2 separate regions of the Pan troglodytes genome follow, and region 2 is linked to region 1. A link is a contact called in public HiChIP or PLAC-seq data. All regions are on one chromosome and are shown on one strand. Each heading gives the region's core, a stretch centred on a gene start, on an enhancer-like site or on the middle of the called end of the contact. The rest is flanking DNA. Distances are from core to core; before and after follow the strand shown. Region 1 holds the start of MAN2C1 (mannosidase alpha class 2C member 1). Region 2 holds the start of SNUPN (snurportin 1).

Evidence for each region. HiChIP or PLAC-seq counts read pairs in DNA pulled down with a chosen protein or histone mark.
Region 2: an H3K4me3 HiChIP or PLAC-seq map of stem cell-derived excitatory neurons shows a contact between it and region 1, with 4 times the contacts expected there. The contact joins the promoter of SNUPN here to the promoter of MAN2C1 in region 1. A contact is called at or near these places in 1 of 7 Hi-C or Micro-C datasets (induced pluripotent stem cells), 1 of 1 datasets of contacts at active chromatin or transcription factors (stem cell-derived excitatory neurons) and 1 of 1 other capture datasets (stem cell-derived neural stem cells).

What each region holds. Positions count from the first base shown.
Region 1 is chr16:67,303,041-67,306,324 of NHGRI_mPanTro3-v2.0_pri, forward strand. MAN2C1 (mannosidase alpha class 2C member 1) reads right to left here and starts at 1,815. Exons shown (of 26, transcript XM_016927213.4): 1 at 1,348-1,815; 2 at 928-1,053; 3 at 398-521. The coding sequence starts at 1,448.
Region 2 is chr16:67,553,354-67,556,637 of NHGRI_mPanTro3-v2.0_pri, forward strand. It overlaps SNUPN (snurportin 1), which reads right to left and starts at 1,817. Exons shown (of 9, transcript NM_001328317.1): 1 at 1,520-1,817.

The sequences.
Region 1 (3,284 bases), core at 565-3,064:
GAGTGAGTCAACTAACCTCTACACATCTGTTTCTTAATTTGTAAATGAGTATAAAGACCTACTAGATAGGAGTATAAGGACTAAACCTGATAAGGGTGGAGCATGAATAAGACACTTAACAGTGGTTATAGCTGGGGAATGGGATGGGTGATAAGGAGAGATCCATTACTTTAGAACTGTTTGAAATGTTTTCCTATAAGTTTGTATTATACACAATAAAAACTAAGGACCAATTGCACAGATGCCCAAGTGGCAACTTCCCTAGTCCTGAAATCCTGATACCACCCTGTGGGCAGAGCAACTCAGCTGTGGCTTCTCCAGAGTCCACAGAAGAAGGGCTGTAGTCATTTCAGGGCTGAAATGTGGCCATACCTGGCCCTAGGACAGGGTTCCTCACCTGGACAGGTTCTCCATCACGCCACACCAGACCTTCTCCATCACTTTCCCAGCAAAGGTGAACTTCCTGGCCCACCCATGCCTCTGGGATGGTCAGCTCCACCCGGAACCAGCAGGTCCACCATCTGCAAGAGAGCTGTTGTGATAGGCCTAGAGGTAGAAGTCCTATCCTGATATCCTTCCTTGGATAAAGTGTCGGCAGGGGCTTGAAACTCTCCAAGCATCTGCAGTGTCACAAGGTACTCAGCTTTGAGTCACAAGAAAGGAGCAACAAGGTGAGAAGCAAGATGAGGGAAACAGGCAGAGGCGTCAAAGGTTCGTGATCCCTAGGGTGCCCTTCCTAAGAGATGTCCAGAGGCGGCCACGTGGGAATGAAAACCATCCCCTGAAGACCCAGGGACCAGAGAGCTGTTCCCAGCAGAGGGTGCTGCTCTGTCTACGGCAGAGGGCAGACAACGAAGGTGTGGCTGGGAGCTGGGTTGGGACTTCCCCTAGGCCCGTGGCCCCGCCCACCCGCTGGGCGTTACCTACGTGGGTCCGAAGCTGTCGCCGACCTGCGCGGGGCGGAAGTCCCGCTGGACTGCCTCCTGGTAGGGAAGTCTCTCCGGCGTCAGGAAGCTGGAGAGCACAGCCACAGGGCAGCTGGCCCCAAAAAGCCTGCGTGGGACGGGCCGGTGGGCACATGCTGGAGGCCGCCCCGTTTCCGCCTGGGGACCAGCTGGCCGGTGGGGCCGCACTTTCCCTGGATCCTCCGCCAAGAGGGCTGCCTGGCCGCTCCGCGGCACAGTCCATTCCCTAACCCCTCCTCCCCGGCCCCTGCCCTGCCCTGCCCTGCCCGCGGCGGGCACTTTGTCCCGCGGCCCGGGTGGCTGCAGCTTAGGTTTCTCCCCGGAAGGAAAGCTTGAGGCGCACGGTTGCGGTCGGCCGGCTGCGGGAGACCAGGGGCCACACCTGCCGCGGAGGTTACAGTCGGTAAAGTAGAGCGGCGACACGAACTTCTCCACCCGCTCCAGCGTGGTGCGCCAGTGCTTCAAGGCCGGCGCAGCCGCCATCGCCGGGCTCTCGCTCCTCTTTCCGGAAGGCCCCTGGCGCTACCGTTCCGCTCCACGGCAGGAAACCAAAGGTTCCGGCGTCCAGAGGGCGCCTCCCAGTCCCGGGCAGCTTTTCTTGGAACACGGGCGGCTCTCGGAAGCCCAGCTGCTGTCTGAATTTTGAGCCGAGTTGGAAGCTAGAAACTGTTTTTGAGGCTCTCCTATGTTGTCCGAAATAGTGGGCCGCAGGGAAAATCTCAAAATAAAATGGGAAATTTGACGATTAGAACTCTCGAAAGTCTCGAGACAGAGACTTAGGCCATTCGGCAAGACAGGCGGGAGCCTCAGCTGCTGCAGACCCAGCCTCAGAATCAGCAACCGGGAGACCTCTGGCTCTAGCTGTCGGTGAACACGGAAAGTGGTGTTTGCTTAACGTGGAGCCAGACTACCCGGAATAGGTGTTTTCATACCGGACGGAGATCAGGGTGTTAGTGAGCAGGGAGGTAGAGCTTTACGCCCAAGTTACTACGACTTACTCGATTACACGCTTTACTGAATATATATTGCTAACTCTTGCACATCACCAGAAACTCTGGAGTTTGAGGTGGCAGAACAGTCATGGCATTGACGATCCCAATGGAAAAATGTATTTCACCATACAGGACTGTAGAGTCCCGGGAAGCCATAATACCAGAAACAGACCTCCAGTTTCATTCTCATCCCTAGTACTCCACTGACAGCTTTATTTTTTTCTCCTGGGGTTGCCAAGAGTCTTTGTCTATAAAATCATTAGGAACAAAAAAAAAATACACAAGATTAGCCCTGATATTTTAATGGAAATACTGACCAAGTTTACAACATTTCAAATGCAGATCACACGGAAAGGTGACTAAGTACAGAATAACAAATGTGATTTAAAATAAAGATAACCTGCTGCTGCATATAATACAGGTTGGGTTTAGAGCTTGGAGCTCAGATGTCAGACAGCAGGAGGAATAAAAATGCTACTTGTGAAAACCCAGGCTGTAGGTAAAACTTACTCTTTTGTTGGTTGCACTGGTGGGTTGGGACTTTCTCCTGAACTGGCCTTGAAATCCTATCCGGACCTGCAGGCAAGTGCTCTGGACAAAACACTGCAGGGGCAGCAACAGCTGGGGCTGACCCTGATCACACCCCACCAATTTCCCCTATGGTTCCAGGTCAACATGACCTTTCTTGAGGGAACACGGGGATAGGTGAATTATTTGAGAAAACCTCAAGATCTTTCCCCTAAATCAGTACACATGACCACCGCCAAGTCAGACACTGCCCCAGCTTTGCCCTAAAATCTCATCCCACAAAGCTCTTTTTGGCACCCTACACTTTGGCTCAGTCTCTTCTCCCCAGTACAAAAAAAGCCTAAAATCAGGCCAGCTCTGGTGGCTCACACCTGTAATCTCAGCACTTTGCGAGGCCGAGGTGGGAGGACAGCTTGAGGCCAGGAGTTTGAGACCAACCTGGGCAGCATAGCAAGACCCTGTCTCTACAAAAAGTTAAAAAATTAGCTGGGCGTGGTGGCATGCAGCTACTCAGGAGGCCGAGGTGGGAGGACTGCTTGAGCCTGGGAGGTCAAGCCTGCAGTGAGCTATGATCGTGGCACTGCACTCCAGTGTGGGTCATAAAGCGAGACACTGTCTTTAAACAATAAAAGCCTAAAATCAGAGAGGTCTACCATGTGTTTTGAAAATCCAGGAGCCAAAAAATTTTGTTTTTCTTTTTGGTGGTGGTGGTGATTTTTAACTAAAAAGCAAACATAAAACACACAGAACATTGCTGGTTACAACTAAGACTTGCGTAATGGTTGCTGAAGAAAAATCC
Region 2 (3,284 bases), core at 567-3,066, 250 kb after region 1:
CAGCCTCCACCTCCTGGGTTCAAGTAACTCTCCTGCCTCAGCCTCCTGAGTAGCTGGGATTATAGACATGCACCACCATGCTCGGCTAATTTTTGTATTTTTAGTAGAGAAGGGGTTTCATTATGTTGGCCCGGCTGGTCTGAAACTCCTGACCTGAAGTGATCTGCCTGCCTCAGCCTCCCAAAGTGCTGGAATTACAAGCATGAGCCACTGCACCCGGCTTGAGGTGTGCCTTAATATCTTTGCAATGCAACCAAGGGTTGCCATTCCTGAGTGACTGAGGCCTCATGATGAGTGCTTGGGATCCATATGGTATGTTACTCAAATCATCCATAATGGTATGTATGCTATTGTCTCTACTTTTCTGTACTTTTGTGTAAGTTTGAAAGCTTTCATGATAAAAAATTTTAAAAAGTCATTATGTTTTCAGTTCATCACCACAGTAATGACCAAATCCAAAGCACCTTTATTAGGCCTATCATGCACTATCTTGGTGTGGGCTCCCGCTCTGCCAAGAACCACACAACCTTTGAAACTGATGTCCTGGGCCTGGCGCAGTGGCTCACGCCTGTAATCCCAGCACTTTGGGAGGTTGAAGCGGGCAGATCACCTGAGGTTAGGAGATCGAGACCATCCTGGCTAACACAGTGAAACCCCGTCTCTACTAAAAAAAAAAAAAAACAAAAAACAAAAAAATTAGCCAGGCATGGTGACGGGCGCCTGTAGTCCCAGATGCTCGGGAGGCTGAAGCAGGAGAATGGCGTGAACCCGGAAGGCGGAGCTTGCAGTGAGTCGAGATCGTGCCACTGCACTCCAGCCTGGGTGACAGATTGAGACTTAGTCTCAAAAAGAAAAAAAAAAGGAAAACTGATGTCCTGGATACTGGGGCGGTTCCTTTACCTTCCTTCAAGGCTGTTCTTGGCGGGTTCCTGCTGTTTCGTTTTGTTTTTTCTTTGTTGTTGTTGTTTTGAGACAGAGTTTCGCTCGTGTTGCCCAGGCTGGAGTGCAGTGGCATGATCTCGGCTCACTGCAATCTCCATCTCCCGGATTCAAGCGATTCTCCTGCCTCAGCCTCCCGAGTAGCTGGGATTAAAGGCACGCGCCACAACGCCCGGCTAATTTTTTTTGTATTTTTAGTACAGATGGGGTTTCACCATGTTGGTCAGGCTGGTCTCAAACTCCTGACCTCAGGTGATCCGCCCACCTCGGCCTCCCAAAGTGCTGGGATTACAGGCGTGAGCCACTGCGCCCCGCCGGGCTCCTGCTGTTTCAACCCATTCCTTGGATGGTGCTGCCTCCAAGTGTTCGGACCTTAGCCCCAGGTGGTCTTATTCTCCACCAGTAACCCCCGCTCCAACTCCCTAAAGTCCGACCCGCCCCAGGCCCCGCCCACGCTCCACCCTCCCTCCCTGTCTAGCCCCCTCCCCCATCCCGTTCCCCCTCCTTCGCGTCTCCCCATCCGGCGCCCCCGCCTCGCGTCCCCTGGGTCCGCATCCTGGCAGCCTCCGCGTTTCCCTACCCCTGCTACCGGGCTCCAGCCCCGGGGACGCTATCTGCTTCACTCGGCCGTGCGCGCCGCCACCGCCCCGCACTGCCTTTTTCTAGGCATGGGGTCATCTAGGCCATGCATGATTCGCCCCTGCCCCACAAAAGTCCCTGAGGGGTCCTGGCCGGACAGCACGGAATAGAAGAACGGAAACTCTCCCAAAAGGAGTCCCAGGCCTGGCTCTATCCCTCCAGATGACGCCCCGGGAGGCCAGAGTGCAGGGCCGGCCAGAGAGAGTCACAGTCCGGCACCGAGAGGCAACTCGGCAGCTGGCGGGGCCCGGGCTCGAACCCAGGGACTCACCGAAACCGAGGTGACCGTCGCACGCGCCGCCGCCACCGCCACCGGGGCCGACGAATCATCTGCCCTGGGAAGCTAGGCCCGCCCTCCCCCCGCCCCCAGCTGCTGCCTCACCGCTGGGCCCACAGGCCTCGCGCCCTGAGTTTCCGGCTCCTCCCTCCTTTGCGAACGCTGGGAGTTCCGTTGCCTACAGGCCGTTATTTCCGCCTTCAACGGCTGGGGCATTTCCCATCGGCTAGGGAGGGGGTCTTCTTGCATTTGCTTTGCACTGTCCGGGACTCTTCCTGCTAGATGACTTGACCAGGCCGAGGCCTCCCTCCTGAACACAAGGTCTTCGGGGCTCCTTTCGCCAATGGGAGGAGGCTGATCTTGTGGCCGGGCATTCAACGCCCTGGGCCCTGCCGCCTCCCGCAGATCTTCCTGGGCCTTAGGGCTTCACCTGGAGTCCCCTTCCCCTCTTGGGCCCGTGCTCTTAAACGGGCAGTGCCAATTGCCTGGATTACTCCAACTAACCCCTCACACCCAAGTTTCAGACACAGACCTTCGCTCCCCCACTTGCCCTTAACAAAAGCAGATCCATACCTCGATTACTGCCTGTTTGCTGCTTTTGCGAGCTTCTTTCCCACTCGGCTGCGGGCTGAGCAATGGTAGGGACCTGGCTTGATTCCTATTTAAGTAGCCAGAGTCCAGCACAAGGGATGGCGCTCAGTAGACCCTGCGTGAAGGAATGATTGAATTGGTGCAAAAGACTAGGGTAAGCGGCAGAGATTTAGGAGATTAAGTCCTGCTAGGGTGTAGCCTCTGCAGGGCGGGAAGGCTGAGATTACAATTTTAAAACTGAATATTTATTGAATGCTTACATTCAGCCAATCCCTGCTTCACACCCATCATCTCATTTAATTTTTTCCCTTTTTTTTTCTTTTTTAAGCCAGTAGATATTAACTCTCAATCATGACATGAGGAAGTAGACACACTGAAGCTCAGAGAGGTTAAGTAATTTGGCCAAAGTAACACAGCTTTCAAGGAAAATGTTTGAATTTGCTGAAAGTTTGATGTATAGAGAAGTTGACTACTGATGTATGACAGAAGCAAAGTATCCACCTTTGGCACATTTTGCGTCCACGGAATGCTAAAATTTGGACTTGTGTATTTTATGCACATTACACCATACATTCAGACTAAAAAGAATAGGAAATTAGGCTGATGAAAGGCTATTACTAGACTGGTAAAAAGGGTTCTGAGGCCCTGGAAGGCCAATTTTTCTGGACGTGAGATTTTTTTTTATTTTTTTGAGATGGAGTCTCGCTCTGTCGCCCAGGCTCTGGAATGCAGTGGCGCAATCTCCGCTCACTGCAAGCTCCGCCTCCCGGGTTCACGCCATTCTCCTGCCTCAGCCTACTGAGTAGCTGGGACTACAGGCGCCTGCCACCACGCCCGG